Linked DNA regions of Mus musculus: regions 1, 2, 4, 5, 6 and 7 are each linked to region 3. The links are chromatin contacts, called in public HiCAR-type and promoter capture Hi-C maps. All regions are on one chromosome and are shown on one strand. Each heading gives the region's core, a stretch centred on a gene start, on an enhancer-like site or on the middle of the called end of the contact. The rest is flanking DNA. Distances are from core to core; before and after follow the strand shown. Region 1 holds the start of Ndc80 (NDC80 kinetochore complex component). Region 2 holds the start of Dpy30 (dpy-30, histone methyltransferase complex regulatory subunit). Region 3 holds the start of Lbh (limb-bud and heart). Region 4 has its middle 90 kb from the start of Gm52299. Region 5 holds the start of Trmt61b (tRNA methyltransferase 61B). Region 6 holds the start of Memo1 (mediator of cell motility 1). Region 7 holds the start of Wdr43 (WD repeat domain 43).

Region 1 (3,590 bases), core at 891-3,390, 1.4 Mb before region 3:
AATGGCTTTTTAAGTAGCTAGCTTATATGTAGACTTTATAGGATATAGGGTTAGAGAGAGCCTTCTGTTAACTGGAAGAGCAATCTCAGAGAGAAAAACTGATGTTTACCATAAGAAATTCGTTGGTTGGTTGTTCTGTGAACTATACAAGCTGGGGAACTTACTATATAGCCACACTGGCCTTAAATTCACATTGAGCCATCATCATCATCATCTTCTCTTTTTTTTTTCTTTAAAGCTTTATTTAGTATATGTAAGTACACTGTAGCTGTCTTCAGACACCCCAGGAGAGGGCATAAGATCTCATTACAGATGGCTGTGAGCCACCATGTGGTTGCTGGGATTTGAACTCAGGACCTTTGGAAGAGCAGTCAGTGTTCTTAACCGCTGAGCCATCTCTCCAGCCCTGAGCCATCTTCTTCTTAGAGCCTTTTGAATACTGGAATTGTAGGGGTGTGTGTGTGACCACACCGAGCTATGTAGCACGTTCCCTTGGACACCTGCCCCCAAACTTGAGGAAATTATGTTATAGCTTATCACCAAAACAAATAAATCTGCTTCCATTTTATTACTACCTTTAGTATTTGGAAACATCTTAATAAATAATGAGTAATACCATGGTGCCTACTTAAACGGCTAATAACAAAGGAATAAGAGGAAAGCAAGCATTGACAATTATTTTATAGCACGCCCAGTAAAGAATCTGACTATGGGAATTGGAGAGACAACGAGCTAAAACCTAGCATCGTGTCCACTTTTATATTTCATTGCCCCCCTCCCCCTAATCCAGTACTACTGGGAGGAGACAGGAGTCACCAAGACATCACTTACACTTTTGTACTAACCATTTCTGGCACTTTTTTTTTTTCTCTAGACAGTAAAGTAAGCAGCTGAGAAGCACAGGGGAGGCACTTACGTTTGAGGGGTATAAAGGCCTGGCTTATTGAGGTCCAGGGTCCTTAACTCCTGCATAGAGAGGCGGCCAGCACCACAGGTGGAAACTGAACTGCGCTTCATTCTCGAAACCTAATTCAGGATTTCAGCGTTAGGAAAATGTTCCAGACTCAAGCAATTCAACGAGCAACAATTATTATCTTTATCCTCTAGTAGGAAAGCAACTAAGTTTGTTTCTGTACAACAATCGTTTCCTTGTATGCTATATTTATTTGTCCATGTAAACCGAAGTTCTTACAAAGAACACCTACGCAACTTCAAGTAGAAAAAAACGAGGCAGAAAAAAGAGGGGAAGATGGAGCTGAAAGTTTTGGGAGAAAAGGAGAGGGGACGACTGAGGAGAAGGAAAGTAGAGCAGAAGCACCTGGCCTGGAGAAGTTCTAAGGGGTCTCTTATATGGGGAAGATGGTAGTGTAGTGATAGATCTGCCCAATGTAGGCGCACAGCATGTATTCATATTAATTAAGTTGTGTTTTCATTGCCTGGGCTTATTTGGGTTGGAGATTTACTGCAACACCTTTCAACAAAGATAAACAATCCGGTTTACAACACAGGCTGCTCCCGCTTTTAAAACAAGTATCAAAATAATGTCTACGTTGGAGTCTGTCTTCATCTCTGCAGCATCAGACACTATGCACTCGGCCCTAGCTTCCACAGAGGGTTAGACAGATCGCATTTTTATTGTTGTTGTTTTGTCTTGAGCTAGGGGTGGAGAGTCAGACCCTTTAGCAAGCTGGGCTGAGCGCTGAGCACTGAGCCACACCCCTCCTTGTTTTGGTGGCTTGCGTTCAACCTAGTTTTACTCTCATGATTTCACTGGTTTCCAGTCATGTCCATACCAGGCTTTTAAGTTGCAGCATCAGCACGGGTACACAACACACCAATCAGCTTTCCCCCTGTCAGTCCCCACCTGTTAGCATCGCCTTCTCCCGCTACAAACGTTGCAGAGCCGGGCAGATCCCACCCCAGCTCCCTCGCAACAGTCAGCTCCAGCGCCGCGGACCATTTTAACACAGAGCTGATCCCATCTCAGCAGTTACCTTTCGCTCAGCTTCTCAACGAGACCCGGCGCCCAGCTTTCCGTAAACCGCACGACTGCACACGAAAACAGCCGCCCAAACCAGAGCGTCCGCTTCCGTCAACCCAAGGCGGTTTGAATTTTAAAGTTTCCGCCCGCGCTGACGTCAGGACTGCGACGGCGAGTACGCATGCGCGCTCGCTCAGCGCCCGCCCTCGTCGCCGGAAGTGTCCGCATCGGGGGCCAAGCGAGCTCTGGGCTCTTCCCAGGTCGTCGTTAGCGTCGGTGACCCGAAGGGAGTCCCGCCCTGTCCGGGAAGCTGGCATCTAGGACGAGTAGGGCTGTCCGGGCGGAGCGGCCCGAGCCCTCCTGGAATCAAGTTCCGTACAGCAATATGGCTGCGTCCTGGAAGTAGAAAGCGCGGGTTTGTCTCCGATAGGATGGAGGCCAGGACCCAAGCCTATGAGGCGGCGTGAGGTTCCTGACGTTAGGAGAGGCTGTCGAGTGTGGCGGTGGACGAGCCTGAGGGATATTTAACATCAGGCTTCCTCAAGTGCTCTGGATTCCCGCCGCCCAGCCTCGGAACAACAAGCAGGCGTTACTAGTTCCCGGATGGTGGTGGCCTGTCCCTGGGCTAAAGTGTAGATTCCTGGCTCTCGGCATTATTGTGCCGTTAGCTAGTTTTGAGCTAAGCAGTCCTTTTTTGAGTTTGAGGTTCCCTAGCGGTCACAGTGACTCCTCACTTTACGTCTCTACTGGGAAACCAAAATCTCAGGTATCACGAAGATCTCCATCACCAAATAGTAGTCAGCAGATATATTAGCAGGCATTATATTTCAGACTCTGTAAGCGGCAGTTCATTTACTTCTTGAAACTAATGGCATTAGAACATAAAAATGATCGTTTTAGTCGGGCGTTGTGGTACACACCTTTAATTTCCACGCTCTGGAAGCGGGGGTGGGGTGGGGGTAGGTTGTGGGGGAATCTCTGACCATCCTGGTTTACCTAGTGAGATCCGGGACAGCTAGAGCAACATAGACACTATATCAAAACAAAACAACCAACAAACCCAAGCAAAACCACCCCAAACAAAACCCACACGTACAAACAACTCCAAAAACTAAAGAGATAATTTTGAGGCTCAGTGAATTCAATGACTTTAGTTTGTATGTGGGGCAGGGTCCACACCCGAGAGAGTCTTGAATTTGAGGCCAGTTTGATGGACCTGGCATACACCAGGGCAACCTAGTGACTCTCTGTCTTTAAGAAACAAACACTATTCTGCAGTCAGTTGCATAAGAAATTTGACTATAAATGCTATTAGACGAGCCTTTAATTTATTTTTTATTCGGTTTTCTCTTAAGGTTTCCACTACATTATAATAAAGCTATATCCAGAAATGCAAAACATATCTTAAGTGAAGATAAAAATGTTCTGTAAAACCTAGTTACTGGAGTGTGGCTCAAACAGATTATAAATCTTGAAGTTTTGACCTAGCAAACTAGTTAAGTTGTGAACTTCTGATTACTATTCATGCTGCACTTGGTTTGGCTAGAGCACTCTTTTAATCTTACTGCCCTACAACTGATAAGGATTAGGTAGGGCAGGGATCTGAGAA
Region 2 (3,635 bases), core at 954-3,453, 1.4 Mb after region 3:
TTGTTCTGCAAGCAAGCATAAGGACCTGAGTTCAAATCCCGGGCCCAAATGTAAAAAGCTAGGCACTTAAAAACTATAGACAGGACTGGAGAGAAGGCTCAGCAGTTAGAAGCACTGACTGCTCTTGCAGAAGACCAGCGCTTGGTTCCCACCACCCGCGGGGTAGTTCACCAATTGTCTCAAACTCCAATTCCAGGGAGGATCTGGCACACTCTTCTGGCCTCTGTGGGCACCAGGCAGGCACATGGGGCACACATACGGATGCAGGCACAATAACCAAGCACATAAAATGAATTTCAAAAGCCTAAGAAATATAAATAAGAATATAGACAGCCAAAGCTGGAGTTGGGGGAGGGGGTGTGTGTGTGGTTAAGAACACCAGTATAGCAGCAGGAGAGTGCTTGAAGTCAGCCTGGTCTACAGAGTAAGTTCTAGGACATCCAGGGCTACATAGAAAAACCCTGTCTCAGAGAGAGAGAGAGAGAAAGAGAAAGAGAGAGAGAGAGAGAGAGAGAGAGAGAGAGAGATCCTCATTCAATCCCCAGCATACATGGTAGCTCACAACTGTCTGTAGCTCAAGTTCCGGCCTTCTGATGTACATATATACCCAGGCAGAACACCCATAAAGCAGTAAAAAGAAATATATAAACCGGGTTCGGTGCACACACCTTTACTCCCAACACCAAGAGGTGGAGGCTGGTGAATCTCGGTAAATTCAAGGCCAGCATGATCTACATAGTGAGTTCCAGGACAGCCAGAGCTAATGACACCCTATCTCAGGGGGAAAAAAATAGAAAAAATAAAAAAATATATATACATACATATAAACACACAAACACAGAGAGGAGGGAGGGAGGGAGAGAGAGACAGAAAAAGAGACAGAGAGAAGCAAAGAGAGACAGAGAGAGATCACACAAATATAAATACAATGCAATCCTTTTGTAAGAGTCAGTTCTAGGTCAGGCAGGACTGCTCAGTGTGTAAGGAGCTTGCTACCCCCACATCTAACCTGAGTTCCATCTCCAGAACCCACCTAAGGGTGGAAGCAAAAAACCTACTCTGTAAGGGTGCCCTCTGATCTCCACACACTAGTGCACATGCATGAGCGAGCGTGTGCATGCGCGCACACACCCACAAGTAATAATAATAATAATAATAATAAAATAAAAAAGAAAACATGTCTAAGCTTACTTTCCGCTGACCTTGAACAAGTTACTCAACTTTAAGCATTCTGGAGCTGAAGATACATTCAAATTAGCCTGGTATATATCTCACAAACAGCAAAGTGTTGAATAAATTCTAACACCTGTTTGTACAACTTCTTGGAAACGTGGTCCTGCCCTTTTTTTTTTTTTTTTTTTTTTAAACCAGAACTTAATCCCTCGAGTCTCCCATTCACACACAAATTTTCTCCGGGAAGCCTCCATTTTCCTAACCAAACCTTCCCAGCTCTGGTTCCGGGATCATCTAATCTTTCATTTACAAAGTACCTTTATTTTTAGCCAAGTATTAGCATGCTAGTAAAAAGAAGCCACTTATAATCTGATACTACGGAGAGATCGCGGCAGCAAAGAGTTCCCTCGTGCAGAGTAGCCTAGTAAACCGATCCTAAGTTTTCTCCAGCTCTCAAGAGACCCATAGATGCATGCGGCAGAGAAACTGAGCGAGTTACCTCAACGCTGTCTGTGAGCCCGTACTCAGAGTGAGGGTTTTCTGCAACCTAGAAAACAAAATACAGTCACAGAGAGAGACATCCGCCCGTCCCGCGCTGCCTCCCCGCACACCGCCACCCTGAACCCAGGGCCTCCTGGTACCTGTGTCTGTCCCTCCAGCATCTGCTCCGACTCCATGGCGGACCCTGCAAACCGCAATCAACCGGATACCAGTCTTGCAAAACAAGAAGAGCCGCGAGTTAGTTACCCGGGAGATTTCAAGTGGAAGACGCCAGGACCCGGTGCGGTGCAGCCCAGCCCGGGACCCCGCCCCTCACCCCCGCGGGCAGCAGACGCGCGGGCTGGGTCGGGCCACCGACTGGCCGTCCTCGTCGCATCGCGAGGCTCGGAGGTCGTCCCAAGGATGTAGCGGTGGGAGGAGGAGGACAGGGAAGCTGATTACCCGCGCCAAGGCTGTCGGTTCCTAAGTGCCCTGCACGGCGCCACCGACTCACAGCGCGAACCGCTTCGGCCGTAAGTGAGGGACGTCGCGCTGCCGCCGCGCCTGCGCAGAGCGGCCCCGCGGGCAGAAGTGCCCGAGCCCGCCTAAGTGGGCCTACGCCTCTGCGGTGCGCGGGGTGCCTGGCCACCTGCCGGCTCCACCCTGCCGTAGATCTTTCTCCTTTAGACAGTCCTTCGTGGCACCTGGAAGTGACGGTCCCCGAGGAACCGAGGCCACTCACTTGCTGAGCGATTCTTGCTCAGGCTTTACTAGGGGCTAGAGGGCATCCAGCGGTTGATTACTTGGCTAATCTTACAGGCGACTTAGGTTTGGTCTCCACCGCCCACATGGTGGCTCACAACTATCCCTAACTCCGGTTCCGGGGAGCTGACTCTCTCTTTTTATCTACGCAGGCACGAGGCACGCGTGTGCTCCGCGCACATTCAGGCAAAACACGCATATATACGTATACATACACACATATATAATTTTTTTAAGGCCAAAGGGAAACAAGGAGGAGTGTTTGGGAATTCTTGGGCGGCTTTTATTCAAGCCCTGCAGTCTATGAGGATACCACGTTCACACTATTCTACATTTATGTCTAGATTAGTTTTTTTTTTTTTTTTTAATTACTTTCCAGGGATAAGGAGTTCAGCTCATGGTCGAGCGCTTTCCTGGGATAACCAAGGATCTTGGTTCAATTTCTACAGAAGAAATGGCTTTCCAGACTGTAGTATTATGGATTCCAACCTGGGTTGTGTTTGCTTGTTTTTACATTTTAAAGCCAGGTGTCTGAAATCCCAGCATTTGGCTGACTGAGGTAAAGAGGGTCAAACGCCAGCCAGAGCTTCCTGAACGGGAGTTCCAGGAGAGCCTGCTTTCCTGTAATTATTGTAACTGTTGATGGATTAGGATTTCAAGGGTATGGAGAGGTTGGAATGCTGCAAATCTAGAGACACTAGTTAGTTGTCTTGAACCTAGTTAGCTCCCTAAATAGCCTTTAATACCCACCTCTGTCAGGGACCTAACTTCTTTACTAATACTTCTTACTAGTGAGTTTCTTGGAATGTTCAGACTCCTAGCTAACACCAAAATGTTTCCAAAAAGCCTTCAGTTGGCAGGGCAGTGGTGCTGCATGCCTTTAATCCCAGCATTTGGGAGGCAGAGGCAGGTGGATTTCTGAGTTAGAGGCCAGCCTGGTCTACAGAGTGAGTTCCAGGACAGCCAGGGATACACAGAGAAACCCTGTCTCAAGAAAAAGAAGGAGAGGGGGAGGGGGAGAAGAAGAAAAGAAGAAGAAGAAGAAGAAGAAGAAGAAGAAGAAGAAGAAGAAGAAGCCTTCAGCTGTCCCTACAATGATTATAGCTAAGATTTCCAGACTTTCCTACAACCCACACACCTAATGTACTTGAAAAGAGCTTTTGTGCTTGGTGTGGTGGTGAGAAAAGAGATGGTTTAGTCACTTTAAAAACAAAAACAAA
Region 3 (3,583 bases), core at 321-2,820:
ATGTCAGCCAATGGCACTGAGATACTTTCCCATTCTATTAAAAGGCTCAGGCTGCCCCTCCATTAATAACACACCACGGACCATCTTCCCTTGGCCCCTGTTCATAAAGCCCCACCCTCCGCCAGACCCCTGTCACCTGGTCAGAAGCAGAAGCGAATAGTCCTGAAGAGCACAAACAGCGCTTCATTTGTCTCAAGGGGGTAAGGACAGCCTCCTGCGTTTTTCTGATTACAGGGCTTATGAAATACGGCTCTTTTAGGACGCTCCAGTTTTTACTCAGGATGTATATAGGTACGCATAGTTGGGAAAGCAGTTATTGCAAAGTTGCTCTTAGAAAGAGTAGATGCTGAAAATTATGAGGTCCTCTTTCTCAACATCCGCGTGGCCCCTGCTACTGAAAACTCGTCTCTTGATGCCAGCAGCTTTTTGCTGGATATAACCAGTACGCTTTTCTTTCAGGGTGCAGACTTATTTTAAATCACATTTAATTGTGTTTAGTTTTCGACCACGGCTCTCCCTTTCCCCAGTCCCTTTATGCACATAGGTCAAGGTTAGGAAGCTGTTTTACAAGAGTAATTGAAACAGAGGCCACAGCGGGGCAGCGCTGGGTACTGAGTCAGACTCCGTTCTTCCTGGCTGTAGGGGCTGCACAGCAGTTTAGTCTCCAAGATAGACACCGGAACTGCAATTCCTGGGCTATGAAGGAGTCAGTCTCTCAACTCTGTGTTTTCTATCAGATGGGCTCTGGGAGCTAAGGCTAGCCGGGTGTACTTGTATTCCGCTCGTTCTCCTCACCCTCTACTCCCAATGCAAACCGTATATGCTACTCTGTGTGTGTGTGTGTGTGTGTGTGTGTGCACACGCAAGCGCGCTCGCGCAACGGAAAAACCCTAGTAAGACACCACATCCTTTCTCCCACAAACAGAACCCTCCATGGACTCCAGGACCGCAGACTTTTAGAAAGCCAACAATGCCCCCTCCGGCATGGGTGCCTCCAGCCCCGCAGCTGTGCAGCCTTCTTTCCCATCTTTTCCTTTTTCCCCCGGCCCCGCCACGATCGGGATGCCACAGGCGATAATGTCCAAGAGAGGCCTACTTTGCATGGATGACCAGTGAAGGGTCCTGAGATGTGGAAGTCACAGAGAACCCGACAGCGGGCGCTCGGATGGAAGAATGGCGCCCTCCCCCGGCGATCTGTCTCTTCCCGCGTGGGCCCCCATTCCTTCCTCACGCCCACCCATCCCCGTAGCCCTTAGAGTCCCTGTGTTCAGAGAGGGGGCTGCGGACGCTGCGGATTTATGGTCAGGAAGCTGCGTTGACATTGAACTCCAGCTCGGGAACACGCGTGTGTGTCAACGGTGGGGAGGGGGGCGGGCTCGTAGCTGCTGGGAGCCAGCTCAGGCAGGGTGCAGAGCCCGGCTGGTCCCCGCCGCCGCCCGCGGGAGCTATGAGCGCTGAAGCCATTCATGATTTTGGTGACGTTATTCTAAGAGTGGGCGAGGAGAGGCGGGGCCGCTCGCCGACAAGCCCCGCCCCTCCCTTATAAATGCTGCTTCCCGGGCTCTTTGTGGGACCCGGAGATCGGTGGAGAGCGGAGAGCTTGGTCTGCACTGCCTACGCCGTTGGCAGCGAGGCTGTCTCCGGAAGGCGGACCGGCGCTAGCCCAGTACCCGCTCTCGGCTGCCCGCTGCTCTCCTCTGCGCCCCTGCCAATCTCATTCAGGACTCAGTGACTGGTTTTTTTTTGTTTGTTTGTTTGTTTTGTTTTGTTTTGTTTTTCTTAATCACAAGGGCGTGGGTCAGCCTCCCCTAGGACTTCATGTCTGTATATTTCCCCATTCACTGGTGAGTATCCTGCGCCTTTGGCGGCCGCCAGTTTAACCCGGGTGGCTGCGCAGCCCGGCAGCCTCCTAGTGCCGGCTCCGGGTACGAGGCCGGAGAGTGGCACGGACACCCAGTGCGGGTTAACCCGCCAGCCTCAGCCCCTGCAGGAGTCGACGTCAAGGTTGCAAAGCTGGAGGTTGGGGGAGGCGGTGCTGAGAGCATCCAGACAAAGGAAGTGAACTCGGAACCTTCACTTAAGTGGCGGCCAGAGGGCGTGGATATGGTGGCGTTGGGTGGGGAGAACCTGGGGTCCCACCTGAAGCCCCCTAAGGAAACCCTGTCCGCTGAGGGCCACAGGAGATGAGTCCTGCTTGGTGCAGGGGGCTCCGGTTTCCCGGGCCCCTCCCCTTCTCCTTTTTGTTTGCACGCAAGTCTCGGCGTCGAGGATGGCTGCAGAGGGGCCGAGCTGGTGCAGCCGCTGGGTTTGCAGAGCTTCTGGGGGAGGGAGGATGCTGGGGAGACGCTCTCCGCACAAACAAGCCACAAGCATCAGGGTGCAAACTACACCCTCACAACCCCTGCCCTCTCCGTTGTCCCTTAAATCCAACGCGCCTTTGTGGAGGGCCGGGGCTAGGAAGGAGCAAGCTCTCCCAGTGCCAGATTGGAAGAAGCCGGCCACTGCTGAGTCGGGGGCTGCAGAGATTTGCCTGCAGCCGGGGAAGATCGGGTGTGGAGGATCAGAGCCGAGAAGGATGGGGGACAGGCCCCTAGCTGCTGGGACGTGCGCGCCAGCTGCTTCTTCCTTCCTGCTGTGGTGTAGAGGAGGGGCGCTACAGGGAGGCGAGCACCCGTGGTCCTGGAGCGCGCTCGCAGGTGCCAGCCTTGGAGAGCCAGACCCGGGTCCAATGCAAGGTCTGAACCCGGGGAGAGCGGCGCTATTCTGCTTAGCCCAGGAACTCTGAAAGTTCGTGTTTCTCAGTTTAACTTTTTGGGCCCGCGCCACAGTTCCAAAAAGGAACAGACGCCGCTACAGGAGACGACGACCCTGGTCTTAACCCTGTAATGCTATTGACTCTCTTCTTTCAGGGATTGGAGGCAGCTTTTCCAGACTAGGGAGGAAATTGTTAAAGTCTAGCTTCTAACCCTAAACTTGCCCCCATGACAGTCACCCTTTCTTAGTCTCTCCTCCCCCTCCCAGTTTAACTGTGATTAGAGGGGCCAATGACTTTCAAAACAAAGTAAAAATCCCCTACACCTGAAGCTTGTGTACCCCCTCATGTGCAGACAAGTCAGTTGCCATATGGGTGAGGCTTTGAAGAGTGGTGGAGGCCTTGTGCTCCACCCCCAACCCCCCACCCCGCTCAAAATGTAGTAAGGTCGAGATGTTAGAAGCCCATGGGGACATTGGCCCCCCCACTCACCCATTAAGGTTTATGATTATTTTGTTAATTGGTACTTCCTACAACGTTTGCAACATTTTCCCCTTCGGACATAACCGTGAGATTATGCCTTATTAGCAATCATTTGCATCTTGGATATAAACAGGGCTCCCCGCAGCTCAGAGAGGTTCTATGATCTGTTAAAAATCACACAGTGGTGAGGGCAGCTTTTTCAGATCCCGGAGAAGATTATATATATATATATATATATATATATATATATATATATATATATATATACACACACAAGATTCGTGTCTTCCTGTTTTCTTAGATGTAGTTTCTCTAAAGCCTACCCCTGCCTAGACTTTTACCTTTTGA
Region 4 (3,551 bases), core at 803-3,302, 1.3 Mb after region 3:
GTAAGTACTGACAGAGTCGAACTTAATCTTACTTAGCCTCATAGTTGCTGGTCCTACTGCCCTTTCTTTCTTTGCTACTATTTCTAAAAATTCCTATTTATTTCCTATAATTCCTCATTAGCATTTAAAAAAATTTAGTCCCTAGAATTCCCAGTATGCAGTCAAGCTTCAAACACACCTCACAGATAACAAATATCTCTCATCCTCACTTTGTGGTATTTTCAGGCATTTTATTAATACATGTGCTATGATGAAAGCCATTTTTAATGATTCCAGCATTCTTTCTTCTTTGTGTACATTTAAACTTTCTTCTGGCATCACATCCTGTTGGAAAACCTTCCTTAAGAAACAAAATGGTTAGGGGTGGGCATATGCTGTGGTCACATGGAGATCAAAAGGCATCTAGCAAAAGTCAGTTGTTTCCAACATGTGCCTTCTGGGAGGTCACTCAGGTCTTCAGGCTTGGCTTCGAGTGCCCTTTCTTACCAAACCATTTTAGCAGCTCCTTCCTTTCCTTTATCTATTTATCTAGAAAAGTCTCCCCAAAAAAAAAAAAAAAAGTATATCTATTTCTTCCCCCTTTACTGTTCAGTACAGATAAACCCATATTTAAGGTGTTTTTTCTTTTCACATTTATTTTTATGTGTATGGTGTTTAGCCTCCATGTAGGTCTGTGTATCATCTGTATGCCTGATGCCCACAAAGGACAGAAAAGGAAGTTTAAGCTCCTATAACAAGTTACAAAGTGTCACAAAATACTATATGGGTGCTGGGAATCAAAGCCAAGTCCTATGGAAGAGCAGTAAGTGCTCTTAACTGCTGGGACATTTCTCCAGTTCCAAATTACTTTTTAATTGTACAGTGGTGGGGAGCAATATGTACTCAACAAAAATACCTCAGGTTTTCACCCTTCGCAGGCTAGTGGTGTGTAATATGACATTCTCTCATGACCAACCCTGTGGCTCATTTTAAGTATTATGAATGTATGTACTTTTCAAACGTGCAAAAGATGTTTCCCAAAGCAGTAAATAAATACATAAATGAGTGTATATTTATTACTGTCATGTATCTCATTGGGTAATTGCAAAGTAAATTTAGTAAGATGTTAGTACTTAGTACAGTGGTATGCACCTATAGTCCCCAGTGACTTCATAGGCTAAGCCTAGAAATTCAAGACCAGGCTGAAAATGAAGTAAGACCATGTCTGAAAAATAAAAATAAAAAATACAATGCTTAAAATGGAGGAAATCCAAACACTGACATTTTCTCATAAAACTAACCATATGCCTGTAATACAACTGGGGGAGATAAATTGCTTGCTACCTAAGAATTGAGACCTGAGCTTAATCCCTAGAGCCCACAGGAAAAGCATGATGGCTCTTGTTTGTAATCACAGAGCTGGGGGGTAGAAAGAGGCAGCCCCCTGGACATCATTCCAGCTCCCAGAGATCCGATTCAAATCATGAGGTGGGCAGGTCTTGATGAATGACACCCAAGGTTGATCTCTGCCAGCCACAAGCAGCAGTCCACACACAGGTACACCCCCCACACACAGATACACACAAAAACAAGACACAGACACAAATAATAATACAATATAGGAATGTCCTTTCAAAGTATTTTACCAAATAAATTAAAACACATAAAAAAGTGCTAAATATGGATTTATATAATAGCTTTAATCACAAATATGAAATTTGGAAGCAATTAAGGTACATCAATAGGTGTGTGGATAATTGATAACTGAAATAAAAATATAGAATGGATTATTCAGCACTAAAAAAAGAAGAAGAAATTAACTACCAATCATATGTTAGTATAGGAAAGCAGCCCGTCTGAGAAGGCTTGCATGCTGTACAGCATTCCGAGGGCATTCTGGGAAAGTAAAGAATCAGACAAACACTCAAAATGAACAGTGTCGGCCCAGGGCCAAATCTTTTTGCATCAATCACCATTCTTGTCATTTACATCTAAGCTTTATTTCCTTCCTATGTGTGGGACCCTACACCAAGCACACAACCGTAAAGACATGACCACAATGAATGGGCAGCTTGCCAAACACAGACACCATGCCTGCCCACTATCCCAATATACACAGTGCTGAATGACTAGCTCATCAAATGCACGGTGGATGCAAAGTCCCTCTGCAAAGAAGTTAGTTCTCTTTTCGAGAACTGATTTAAAACCAATGAAACTACATCACAGGCAAGAGGCATAACCTATCCAAAAATAAGGTTCAAAAAGAACATTGTTCTTTAAGGATAGGAGGCCACAGTTAAAGATGGAAACAAAACAGAAGCTGTATCTCTTCTGATCTGGGATAAAAGAAATCCAGATCGAAATACTGTTTTAGGCTCACAAAATTTGTCGTAGTACACACAAAACAATCTCATTCAAAAATAATCTTTAAAACGATTTTATTAGTAATTGTAGAAGCATACAACATAGTTACATGTTTATAAACATTTCTACAAAAATTATTCTTTAAAAAGCTTTGACAAAACATTAAAATATAATTAACTGTAAGGAATAAAACCCAGCACATTAAAAAAACATTATTTCCTTAGGAGACAGAGGCAGATGGATCTAAGTTCAAGGCCAGCCTGGTCTATAGATCAAGTTCCAGAATAGCCAGGGCTACACAGAGAAACCCTGTCTCAAAAAATCAAAATAAATAAATAAGTAAATAGCCACATTATTTTTTCCTCTCCAATTCATTTATTAAATCCAGTACTCTGTTGAATGGGTAGGACTATTTAAAATGACAATCAGTCTCACACACACACACACACACACACACACACACCCCACACCCCTACCCACACAGAGATGAACTTCCACTAGAATGGTGGACAACAGGGCTGTTCTCCTGGGAGAAAGAACTGAAAGTCAAAGTCATGAGTGCCAACTAAAAGCATGAAGTTCAATTGCATACTTGAGTTTTTCTCTTTCCTGTATTTCAAAGCAAAGAGAAAAACAGAAACAAAGGTGAGAAAGGAAAGGGGAAGAGGGATACAGATTTGGCGGGAATGGGAAGCACTGTACTATAAGAGAGAATGTATAGCAAACTCACACACAGGAAAGCCATGTGGGCATCTGATCTCCTGAGTTGTCAGGGCCACTCTACTAAGTCACTAAGGACATCAAAGGACAAGTGAATTACCTACTCTCAGAAACCAGACTGGAAGCTAGCTTTACAAGCAAAGTGGCAGCTTCCTCAAGCAGCCTCTTCAAGATTATAAAAGCAGGCTTCTGCTCTTGTTTCAGGAGTCTTTTGTATCCAAGGGCAAAACACATCAGAGAGGGAAGGAGAATGACAGCAGCTGTTTTTATTTTTCAGTAGTGTTCCCAGTGCTAAAGGAAATGTCTTTAACTTTATCAGGTAATGGGGCATCCTTCACAGCATTTTAACCAGCAAGACTACCACCGATTACCTGTGACAATTAATTTAAAAGAGGGGTGCTAAGACATGTTTCTTGATATTTTCATGGTCCTGAATATAAAATCACTCCACTGCTATTTTCCTAGGGATACACAATTTAATTGGTCCT
Region 5 (3,157 bases), core at 348-2,847, 1.3 Mb before region 3:
AGGGTGGCACAGCTTACAAGAGGTAGGTTTACTGGGTTTGGGACTCCAGGGCTGTGACTTTAGGAAGGAGTCATCCATGGTTGGATGGGGCTTTTCCAGACTCCTTGGCATGTCTACACAGCAGTACTGAACTCAATAATCACACTGGCTTTAACCCCAATAACCAAACAAACTGGACTTGGATGGAATGGTCTGTTGGTGTCCTAACTGAGGTGAATAGCCATTTATGTGCCGCTCCCTGAGGAAAGGAATGCAGGGCTTTTGGTGCAGTCTAGGCAAGCCTTCTACTACTAAGTTACATCCCTAACCCTAATACAAATATGTATGCGATAATGGATTTCCAGTAACATTCCTTATTAAGTATCATTATTAAAATACTGCCACAGGGCCTGCGAGATGGCTCAGCCAGTAGACACGAAGGCAAGCCTGGTAACCCGAATTTATTCCAGGATCCCAGGTGGCAGAAGAGACTCTGGGAGAGTTACCCTCTGACCTCCACACTGTTTGCAAGTTCTCATTCAGGGCCCACTCCCCAAATATTAAAAACAAAAAAATATGGTATTATTACAATGGTACTACAAAATGTACCCCCAAACAGTTCAACATCCTAAGATCAATACCCATACGCTTCAGAGCTGTGGGGAACAAACAGGTACGTCTCTGTTTAGCGAGTCCATACCATTCTGCTAGTAAACTGGCATAATCTTCATTTTAGATAAGGGAGTGGCAAATATCAAATGTAAATTCTGTTTCCTTCTAAAATTATCAGTACCTGAACATGTTTAAAAATCCAACATGCTGAAAAACTCCAAAGGTCGGTGATGAGAACATTCATCGGACTGTGGTAGTGCGCCGTCCGTCCTCGCCCTTCCTGGAACCCACACACACCTAATTCCCATGACAATACTTTTGGGATAGGTTCCGGCGTTCCCTCTTCCATCAATATACAGAGTCCTCCAAAGGTGGCCTCCGCAGAGAACTCTTACCGGGAAAACATGTCAGGATCTGGCCAGGATACTTGTCCTCGATCTCCCTGAACGCAATCGCTCCCCAGTTACTATTAAAGTGTCCGACGTTGCAGAGTAGGACTAATTTCTTTAATTGTGATTCTCTCTTTCCCGCCAGAGCTTTAATAAGCATCCCCGACTGAAAAGAGTCCTCTGGAAAGGGACCAGGAGGAGGCAGCGCGAAGCTCTCCGGGCTCGGTAGCCACTCGTGTCCAGCACGCGATCCTCGGAGTCATATCCTGTAGGGTCTCAGTGGCCCTGCTCTCCGCTCTGGTCCTCCGGATCTCGAGGGGGTAACTCCTCCCTCGAAGTTCCCAGCCCGAGCCTTTCCACATACTAGAGACAACCGGGTCCCGACGATCCGGACGCGGGCAGCACGGGAAGGGAACGACCGGTGCACGCGCTCTCCAACTCGCGTGTCCCCAGGCAAGGACCCGCAACCCCGGGAAATGAGCTCGCTCACGAGGCACCGACCCAAAGTCAAGCAGGAATGAATCGGCTCTGAGCTCTGATCGCCTCTCGGGCGCCTCAACCTCACAAGGAAGAACCACGTCGTCCTTAGAGAGCCTGACGTCCGGAGCAGGTGCTGTCGCACACGTGTGACGTAGCCACCGCCGTGCCCTTTGCCCGGTTTTGGGGTAGTGCAGGCTGTGGGCTCCCCCGCGTCGCCGACAGAGTGCGTCACCGCCTTGGCGTCCAGCACATGCGGTGGCCCGAGCTTAGGGCTCGTTGGCCTCCGGGCTAAAATCCTGGCTTTCCGCGAGTGGCAAAAGCACAGAGTTTACTTACTGCTCACCAATCTCCGCTAGCCGCCCAGGGACAGGAAGACCCGGGAAGACTAGACGTGGAACCTGGACAGTCTTAACCAGGTTTAAGTCACTAGTGGTGGTGGACAGGACCGTCACCCATCATCCCCAAGAGTCCAAAGTCATCTAGCCCAGAAAAATCGTTGGTCAGGCGTCATAGGACGCACTGCTTGCTGACCCGCACACCTTGCTCATAACTGGGAGGTCTATTTCGAATGGCTAGGGACTCTCTGGTCAGCCTCAGCCCGAGGTCTAGAGTGTTCACAAAGGTAGAGTAAGGTGGCAGTAGCCACCGGGGGTATAGCTCAGTGGTAGAGCATTTGACTGCAGATCAAGAGGTCCCTGGTTCAAATCCAGGTGCCCCCTTCCTATAATTTTGGTGGCACATTCCAGCACTTGGGAGGCAGAACCAACCTAATTTACATAGTGGGTTACAGGATAGCCAGAGACTATCCGATGGCTAAGCTACAAAATAAACAGGAAAAAAAAAAAAAAAAAAATCAACACAACTGTTTTAACCACCCCGCCTACCCAAATAAACACTTCTTTTCCTGTGCGCCACCACTGCCCAGCAATAAACACTTCCTAAAATTGAAGTTAGCCGGGTGTGGTGGCGCATGCCTTTAATCCCAGCACTCGGGAGGCAGAGGCAGGCGAATTTCTGAATTCGAAGCCAGCCTGGTCTACAGAGTGAGCTTCAGGTAGCCAGGGCTACACAGAGAAACCCTGTCTCAAAAAACAAATAAAATTTGTACAACAGCACATCTGTCTCAAAAAACCAAAAACAAACAAACAAAAAAACTGAAGTTACCTTTTGCACTCAAAGTTAAATATCATTAGCCTGCCTATAAGTTTATTGAGAATCAGACAGTACCATGCACATATATTGAAAATTTGCAATTCAGTTAGAAATCAGTATTTATGACCTACTATACAAAGAAGATTAAACGACGTCAGCAAGTCCCCTGACAAGGTAGCTGAGAAATGGGATGGTGGGATTTCTAACTAGGTTGACCACGTTCAGCAGCTCTTGTTGATGGTACCATACACCTTTCTAAAGACTAAGGAATGGTGGGGTGATAGCTGGGTGTGTAAAAAGTGCTTGCTTTGCAAGAACTGGGATCTGAGTTTGATTTCCAGAACTCATGTTTAAAAGGGGGACAGCAAGATGGCTCAGCAGATAAAGGTACGTGCCAAAGAGATTGATGACTAGATATCTATGGTAGGATTCCAGTGGAAAAGCAGACTTTCCTCTGATACCCACACATATTTTGTTGCATTCATTTCCCTCCCTCCACTATTTCTTTTAAGTCAGGGCATGATGGCGCATATTTACATACACAA
Region 6 (3,251 bases), core at 636-3,135, 1.4 Mb after region 3:
AAGGAATTCTAAGACCAAAAGTGTGAACTATACCCAATTTTACTACCCATATATATGCTTAACAATCTAAAACTTCCCTAGAATATTTGCCCACATTCCAAAGCAAGCAACAACAAAAGCTTAAAACATTTGTAACAAATGCACAGGAACACAATAAATAAATGCTAAAAGATAGCCGTGAATGGGAACAATGTGACTTTCTAATTCTCCAAAACATACTGCGGAAAAAACCTTCTACTTAAAAATAAGCCAGGAGGTGGTGCCACACGCCTTTAATCCCAGCACTTGGGAGGCAGAGGCAGGCGGATTTCTGAGTTCAAGGCCAGCCTGGTCTACAAAGTGAGTTCCAGGACAGCCAGGGCTACACAGAGAAACGCTGTCTCGAAAAACCAAAACAACAACAACAACAACAACAAAAAAGCAGTATTAATAGTGCATTGATTATAAAGGGCAAACTCAGGAGCCAGAGACCTGACTTACACAATTCCTATTTTACCACAGGCCTAGTCTGGGGTGCAGCACTAAATTTCTGTTTCCCCATATACTGGCACAAGAACTGACATTCTCAGGTAGTGAGAACTGATTAAAAGTCTATGAAGTACTTCAGGACCATAAAATGTCATACTTATCTAACGCAAAAACTACAGCCACCTGTTAGCAGTAGTTCCAAACCCAACCATGTCATTCTTTTGTGTCTTAGCAGGGCAAATCCGCTGTGGACCAACAAGATGCATGTACTTCTGCAGCTGGTTGAACAATCTCAGGGAAAAAAAAAAAACTGCCTTCCAGATTTTCCGTTTTCCCAAAAGAATCATGTCACTATCCAACCCTAGTACTTGCAAAGGGAAATATGGTTAGGGCCAGTTGCTGAGAAGCACAGATGGCCTAGAGACCAACAGGAATCACGGAGGAACTTTTCTTTGTTACCAAAGCAGAAATGTGACCCCTGAAAATAATCTCAGAAAACAATCCTTGTGAAGAGAGTTGTACTGGAGGGAAACGGCCCTACCCTTTCTCACCCAAAGAACTACACATGGTTTTTTGAAGACAGTGCAGACAAAATTCTCTCAAAACGTAAGCTAAACTAGGCAGGTCGTCCAGCCCCGGCTCGGTGCTGAACACAGGATACCAAAGAGGTTGCTCAGGAAAAGTGCTGATGCCATCTCCAGCTGCCCCTAAATGACAGTAACAATGCAAACACTGACAAAAGACCTTGGAGGCCACCCAGAGCCCCTGCCTGGCAGCAGCTCTGCCCGAATCTCCACGTACAAAGCGACAAATCCCCCCGAGAGGCCCAGGTCTGACAGATCTTCCAAGCGAGAGAGACCAAGAGTAGCAACACGAGAGATAGGGTAGAAAAAGTACTGCCTGTCACTCCTTCCAGGGGCGCTGGGTGCCCCAAGGGTGGGAGCAAAAACTGCGGTCCCCTCGGCCAGCCTCTGGCAACGAGGACCGCGCCAACTCGTCCTTCCCCACCGCAGAGGCCGTCCGCGGAGCCGCGGAGCCCGCGCTCGCCCTGGCCGGGGCCGGCCGGCAACTCCTCGCCCAACTCCGCGGGCGCCAGGCCGCCTGCCCGAGCGCCGGGTGGGGGAGGCGGCGCGGCCCGGCCCCGATCCCTCGGCACGCGGTCAGCGCCCTCCGCCCGCCGCCCGAGTCCCCGCCCGCCGGGCCCCGGCTGCCCAGCTCGACCACCCCGGCGGCCTGGCGCCCTTACCTGAGGCGGTGTACCAGCTCCCGGCGTGGCTGGCTTCCCGGCAGACCACTCGGTTGGACATCTTGGTGCCTGTGCCGCCTATGGTGCACGAGGATGAATGAGGAGGCGGCGGCGGCGGCGGCTCCGCGAGGGGACGAGACGCCGCGGGCCCAGCCCAGGAGGAGGCGGCCGCGGGGAGGGGACCAGCCCGGCCCAGGAGGAGGAGGAGGAGGAGGAGGAAGAGGAGGAGATGGCAGCCAGGGCGGAGGGCGGCAACAATCACCACAAACTCCGCCGGCCGCCGGAAGATGGGGCCCACGGCGGCTTTACCCTAGCCGCGCGGCCGCGGAGTCGCCGCCGCCGCCGCCGCCCCTACCCCTGCCCGAGCTGCTTCCGCGAGCCGCCCCCCGGCCACGCCGCGCGCGGCCTGCCGAGCCTCCCGCTGACCCCACCCCCGTGACTCCGCGCCCTTCCCCACCGCCCCGCCCCGCCCCGCCCCCACCACCGAGGCCTCCCTCCCGCCGCGCGCCCGCCGGCCCCGCCCCGCCCCGCGCCTCCGCCCGCCGTGCCGCGCGCTCAACGGCGGAAGCGGGACCGGCCCCGCGCCATCCCGGGTCGGGAGGCCGCGAGCCGGAGGGCGGCGGCGATCGGTGCCACCTCCCCCCCAACACACACACACACAGCCCGGGGCCGGGGCCTGAACCCGGGAAAGGCAGAGCCTGGGGAGCCCACGCGTCCTTACTCGCCGCTCTACCGGGGCCGGCCCACTGAGCATGCCCAGCGCCGCGGCCGGGCCCGCCGAGGAGGCTCAGCGTGCACGCTCCGCTCTCCGGGGTTTAGCGCCAGCAGAGGCTGGGGGCAGGGCGCGGGGCGCAGGACGCAGCCGCGAGGCGGGGTGAGCCCCTTCCCCCCCCCCCCCCCCCAGCCGCCTGGCTTGTCCCCGTGCGCCGCTGGCTCAGCACACACAACACACACGCGATCGCTGCCTGCCGAGTCCCGTCGGGGTTCCCCCTTCCCCGGCGTCCTTGGTGGGGTTCCCACCCTCGGGGTATCGCCCAGGAATGCAAGTCTGGGGCCACGCCGCGAAGTTTCGCTGGCAGAGACATCGCGCTGCGAGGCGTACTGGGATGGGAGAATATGGGGGGGTGGAGGACCGACCCTGTCAAAATGTAACCTTCGCTTCCCAGGCTCGCCCCTTACGACCTAATGTCTTCGACACAGTTAAATTTACTAATTGTATTTTAGGTATAACTGCAATGTGGCAAAGATTGTCTCAGTTATTTCCTACTGTGTTAAATGGGGGTGACGTTCGTGAGGGAGGGGTACCAAGGATTATGAGTTAATGCGTATGAGGAACCAGACGGGGTAAGGAATACTACAAATGTCACCCTTCACTTATAAAATCCCAGTATTCCACGTAAGTATTCCACGCAGCAAAAGAATTCCTTTACCAGTTGGGTAGAATCACAAAGGAAGTGGTTTGTTTGGCTTTGAAGTGCTGGATTCCAAAACCCAGGAAGTGTAACAGTTCCCCAACTCCCAGAAAGTATTTGGGAAA
Region 7 (3,416 bases), core at 83-2,582, 1.3 Mb before region 3:
TGGAGCAGAGACTAAAGGAAAGGCCTTCCAGAGACTGCCCCACCTGGAGATCCATCCCATATACAGCCACCAAACCTAAATACTATTGCTGATGCCAGGAAGTGCTTGCTGATAGGAGCCTGATATGGATGTCTCCTGAGAGGCTCTTGCAGCCCCATTGGAAGAACAACATCAACCAACCAGTACCATCAGAGCTCCCAGAGACTAAACCATCAACCAAAGAGTACACAGGAGGGACCCATGGCTCCAGCTGCATATGTAGCAGAGGATGGCCTTGTTTGTCGTCAAAGGGAGTGGAGGCCCTTGGTCCTGTGAAGACATGATGCCCCGGCGTAGGGGAATGCTAGAGTGGTGGGGCGGGAGTGTGCATGTGGGTGAGGAAGCAGCCTGGGGGAGGTGGGTAGGATGGGGGTTCTAGGAGAGGAAACCCGGGGGGGGGGTAACATTTGAAATTTAAATAAACAAAATAACCAATAATTAAAAAAAAAGAACCAATAAAATAAGGAAAAAATTTCTTCTATCTATCTATCATTTATCTTTTGGAGACAGTTTCCCTATAGTCCTCGATGTTATAGAATTCAGTTTCTAGACCGTGCCTGCGTCTGCCTCAGATAGAGTGCTGGGATTAAAAGGCACACATCCAGATGGGAATATATGTTTGGTTTCTCTTTTCTTTTTTTTTTTTTTTCTTTTGTGTGTGTGTGTGTGTGTGTGTGTGTGTTGTTTTTTGTTTTTTGAGACAGGGTTTCTCTGTATAGCCCTGGCTGTCCTGGAACTCACTCTGTAGACCAGGCTGGCCTCGAACTCAAAAATCCGCCTGCCTCTGCCTCCCAAGTGCTGGGATTAAAGGCGTGAGGCACCACCGCCCGGATTCTTTATTTACACCCAACTTGACCTCCTCTCTTGTCCAATAGTATCTCTGTGTGTTAACACAGATAAAAGAGGCATCTTGTTTCTTCAAGCCCCAACTCTAACTTTGATAGAACTATGATTGGATAATTATTGTACGTACATGGCCACGTCCTCGAAGAGACTAAAGAAACATGGAAACAGCTGTTACAATCTCGGAGATGTAAGTAAATATTTCTTTTAAACATTTCGTCTAGTTGTTTCATAGGACGTAGTTTTAAAAGAAGGATCTGGCTCGGTAGTATGCAAATCACTTCCCCTCGCGCTTCCTTCGCAGGACAAGTTAAGAAGGACCCCACTGAGCCACCGTCCACAGGGTGGGCCCGGCTAAACGCTGGCCTGCGTCACGACCAGCCACTTCTTGGGCTCTCAGCGTTCCCTCCGCCCCACTTCCTCCCTGCAGGCCCCACCCCGCGCCGGTGCGCCTGCGCCCGGGCGAACACGTGGCTGCCGCGGAGCCAGAGCAGCAATGGCGGCCGGAGGCGGCGGTAGCTACGACCCCTTGGCCCCGGCGGGGGTCCCCTGCGCCTTCTCGCCGGACAGTCAAGCCTACTTCGCTTTAGCCTCTAGTGACGGTCAGCTGCGAGTATGGGAGACCGCCAACAACCGGCTGCACCAGGAGTACGTGCCTTCCGCGCACCTCAGCGGTACCTGCACCTGCCTGGCCTGGGCGCCAGCACGGCTGCAGGCCAAGGTAGGATGAGCGGGGACGGCGACGGGGACGGGGACCTCCTGCCGGGCTGCGGCATCCCGGGCCGGGCGGCGAGGCGCGTGGCACCCCTGGCGCGCGTGGCCCGGGGCGTCCCGGGAGAGAGGAGGCGCGGAGCCGGGCCGGCGGCGCGCTTGGGCCGGCGCCGCGGCTGCAAAGTGCGGCCTGGCCCGAGGGGGGCTGCGGGAGGGTGCGGCCCGATCCCGCGGTCTCCACGAGGTCTGCACCCCGGCTGCTTCTGGGCCGCCATGTTCATCGAAGCCTCTGCTCCCCCGGGGGGCGGCCTCAGACTTCCCAGGCCTGGGTCCCCATCAGAGCTACCCGGTGCGCACTTTAGGACCGTCTCGCGCTTCCGCATCCCGGACCCCGGTATTGGTTTTGCTTTGGGCACTTGGAATGCGCACGTCTAGGTTAAGTTCCTTCCGGGAGCCCCTTCCCTCGGCTCGGATGCGTGTTCAACACGTGTTCCCTTCTGCCTCTAGGTTGTGGGATTCGTCGTCCCACAAACTCTTTTCCATTTCTAAGTTCCCTTCTTTCTCAGCGGAGGTACAGTGAAATAGAGTAGGGCATATGATGTAGGTCCTGGTGATTTTTTTTTTTTCTCTCGTAGTTGGGAAACTGCTTAGTTAGGGAATCCTTTTCGCTGTCAGGTAAATGCTGCTCACTGTTGACTCACCCGGTTAGATCTCGGCACGCACGTGGTTAGGCAGTCGGCAGGCAAAAATCTGGAACCGGTGTAAAAGGTATCCTAAAATATGTGACGTTTTGCTGTCACTGATGTTAAAGTTGTTGGGATAGCTTACTCCTTCCCATCCCAAGAGTAAACTTTCACATAAATTTATTTTATCTAAGTTGCTATACTCTGTGTGACAGTGGTTAGCTACTTACCGGATTCCAGCTTTTCTTGGTGACAAAGAGCAGATATGAGGCCCTATAAGTCAAACATAATCAGATTTGTGAAAGTTATGTAATTGTCAGCATTAGAGCTGCTGCACTTTTTTTTTTAACTTTATACAGTTTTCTTTTTAACTTAACAGTCCTGTAAAGTGGTGAGAGTACTTACTAACACTCAGAAATACAGAGAGAGCAGTTAGCTAAGTGCTTGTAGCCAGGCTGTAAAAGTAGGAGTCCAGCCTCTGTAATAATTGTGTTTTTTGTTCCCTACTTATAACATGAGGATAATCACTTAGAATAGTGTATAGCGCCTTAAGTGAAGTGCTAATTACTAGTGGTATTAGTATCTTGTATTTTTGTCCTTAGTCCACAAGGTATGTCAAAGCAAGCAATTTCAATAAAGGCCAACAGGAACTAGACTCGGAACTCGTGTCTTTGAAGTTCTTGGTTGTCCTCAACAGATAGTATTAGATACTCATTTCCAATCTTCTATGTCCCAGAACAAAATCCAAATTTCAAAAATAGCGGTTTGGAGATTTTCATCCACTGTGATACAGTAGGGATACAACCATTTTTAAAGGAGCCCAACTTTAACTTTTCAACAAAGCTCCTCAAATTAAAGCAACTTTATGTGACAAGATGACCCGAGTCCTGGTTCCCAAGTGGTGTGCTGGATTGGATGTGCCCAGTGGTTAGCATCCCCAGAGTGCCGGTGCAGTCCCCAGCAAGCCCTGCTTTCAAGTGCCAGTAAGTTTCACTTTCTTTTTATCTATATGTTGCCATTTCTGCTATGCAACTACTAAATGTCTGGGAATTAGTAAACAGACTTAGGCTGGGATGTAGCTCAAAGATAGAAAACTTGCCTAGCATATGAAAGACCCTGGATTGAATCAATAGTACCACA

What was found. Promoter capture Hi-C pulls out the DNA fragments that hold promoters and counts their contacts. HiCAR-type assays count read pairs that join an accessible place to other places.
Region 1: a HiCAR-type map of astrocytes shows a contact between it and region 3, with 6 times the contacts expected there. The contact joins the promoter of Ndc80 here to the promoter of Lbh in region 3. A contact is called at or near these places in 4 of 39 promoter capture datasets (hippocampal neurons, liver and pre-B cells), 4 of 115 datasets of contacts at active chromatin or transcription factors (astrocytes, embryonic forebrain, large pre-B cells and 1 more) and 1 of 9 other capture datasets (liver).
Region 2: a contact with region 3 is called in a promoter capture Hi-C map of pre-B cells, with 5 times the contacts expected there. The contact joins the promoter of Dpy30 here to the promoter of Lbh in region 3. A contact is called at or near these places in 4 of 39 promoter capture datasets (the HPC-7 cell line, liver and pre-B cells), 1 of 484 Hi-C or Micro-C datasets (B cells) and 1 of 115 datasets of contacts at active chromatin or transcription factors (embryonic stem cells).
Region 4: a promoter capture Hi-C map of pre-B cells shows a contact between it and region 3, with 4 times the contacts expected there. The contact joins the enhancer-like site here to the promoter of Lbh in region 3. A contact is called at or near these places in 4 of 39 promoter capture datasets (hippocampal neurons, liver, pre-B cells and 1 more) and 1 of 115 datasets of contacts at active chromatin or transcription factors (large pre-B cells).
Region 5: a contact with region 3 is called in a HiCAR-type map of astrocytes, with 3 times the contacts expected there. The contact joins the promoter of Trmt61b here to the promoter of Lbh in region 3. A contact is called at or near these places in 1 of 484 Hi-C or Micro-C datasets (CD8 T cells) and 3 of 115 datasets of contacts at active chromatin or transcription factors (astrocytes, embryonic forebrain and pro-B cells).
Region 6: a contact with region 3 is called in a promoter capture Hi-C map of pre-B cells, with 4 times the contacts expected there. The contact joins the promoter of Memo1 here to the promoter of Lbh in region 3. A contact is called at or near these places in 3 of 39 promoter capture datasets (cranial neural crest, hippocampal neurons and pre-B cells), 5 of 115 datasets of contacts at active chromatin or transcription factors (astrocytes, double positive thymocytes, embryonic stem cells and 2 more) and 1 of 9 other capture datasets (embryonic stem cells).
Region 7: a contact with region 3 is called in a HiCAR-type map of astrocytes, with 5 times the contacts expected there. The contact joins the promoter of Wdr43 here to the promoter of Lbh in region 3. A contact is called at or near these places in 5 of 39 promoter capture datasets (the 3T3-L1 cell line, frontonasal cranial neural crest, hippocampal neurons and 2 more), 3 of 115 datasets of contacts at active chromatin or transcription factors (astrocytes, embryonic forebrain and large pre-B cells) and 1 of 9 other capture datasets (macrophages).

What each region holds. Positions count from the first base shown.
Region 1 is chr17:71,524,717-71,528,306 of GRCm38.p6, forward strand. Ndc80 (NDC80 kinetochore complex component) reads right to left here and starts at 2,141. Exons shown (of 17, transcript NM_023294.2): 1 at 1,995-2,141; 2 at 917-1,026. The coding sequence starts at 1,017. It also overlaps a transcript of Spdya not described here.
Region 2 is chr17:74,314,230-74,317,864 of GRCm38.p6, forward strand. Dpy30 (dpy-30, histone methyltransferase complex regulatory subunit) reads right to left here and starts at 2,204. Exons shown (of 5, transcript NM_001146223.1): 1 at 2,116-2,204; 2 at 1,815-1,887; 3 at 1,673-1,720. The coding sequence starts at 1,850.
Region 3 is chr17:72,916,735-72,920,317 of GRCm38.p6, forward strand. Lbh (limb-bud and heart) reads left to right here and starts at 1,571. Exons shown (of 3, transcript NM_029999.4): 1 at 1,571-1,844. The coding sequence starts at 1,819. It overlaps Gm30375 (predicted gene, 30375), which reads right to left and starts at 1,421. Exons shown (of 2, transcript NR_168598.1): 1 at 1-1,421.
Region 4 is chr17:74,184,364-74,187,914 of GRCm38.p6, forward strand. It overlaps a transcript of Memo1 not described here. Among named protein-coding and RNA genes, the nearest start is that of Gm52299, 90 kb to the right of the region's middle. Within about 2 kb of position 2,053, at least 22 of the 459 cell types and tissues checked have an H3K27ac peak or open chromatin away from gene starts, as enhancers often do. A contact at or near this core is called in pre-B cells, where this site is marked.
Region 5 is chr17:71,597,164-71,600,320 of GRCm38.p6, forward strand. Trmt61b (tRNA methyltransferase 61B) reads right to left here and starts at 1,598. Exons shown (of 6, transcript NR_027952.1): 1 at 773-1,598. n-TCgca52 (a tRNA gene) reads left to right here and starts at 2,108; the gene lies at 2,108-2,179.
Region 6 is chr17:74,292,978-74,296,228 of GRCm38.p6, forward strand. It overlaps Memo1 (mediator of cell motility 1), which reads right to left and starts at 1,886. Exons shown (of 9, transcript NM_133771.2): 1 at 1,715-1,886. The coding sequence starts at 1,775.
Region 7 is chr17:71,614,883-71,618,298 of GRCm38.p6, forward strand. It overlaps Wdr43 (WD repeat domain 43), which reads left to right and starts at 1,333. Exons shown (of 18, transcript NM_175639.1): 1 at 1,333-1,603. The coding sequence starts at 1,379.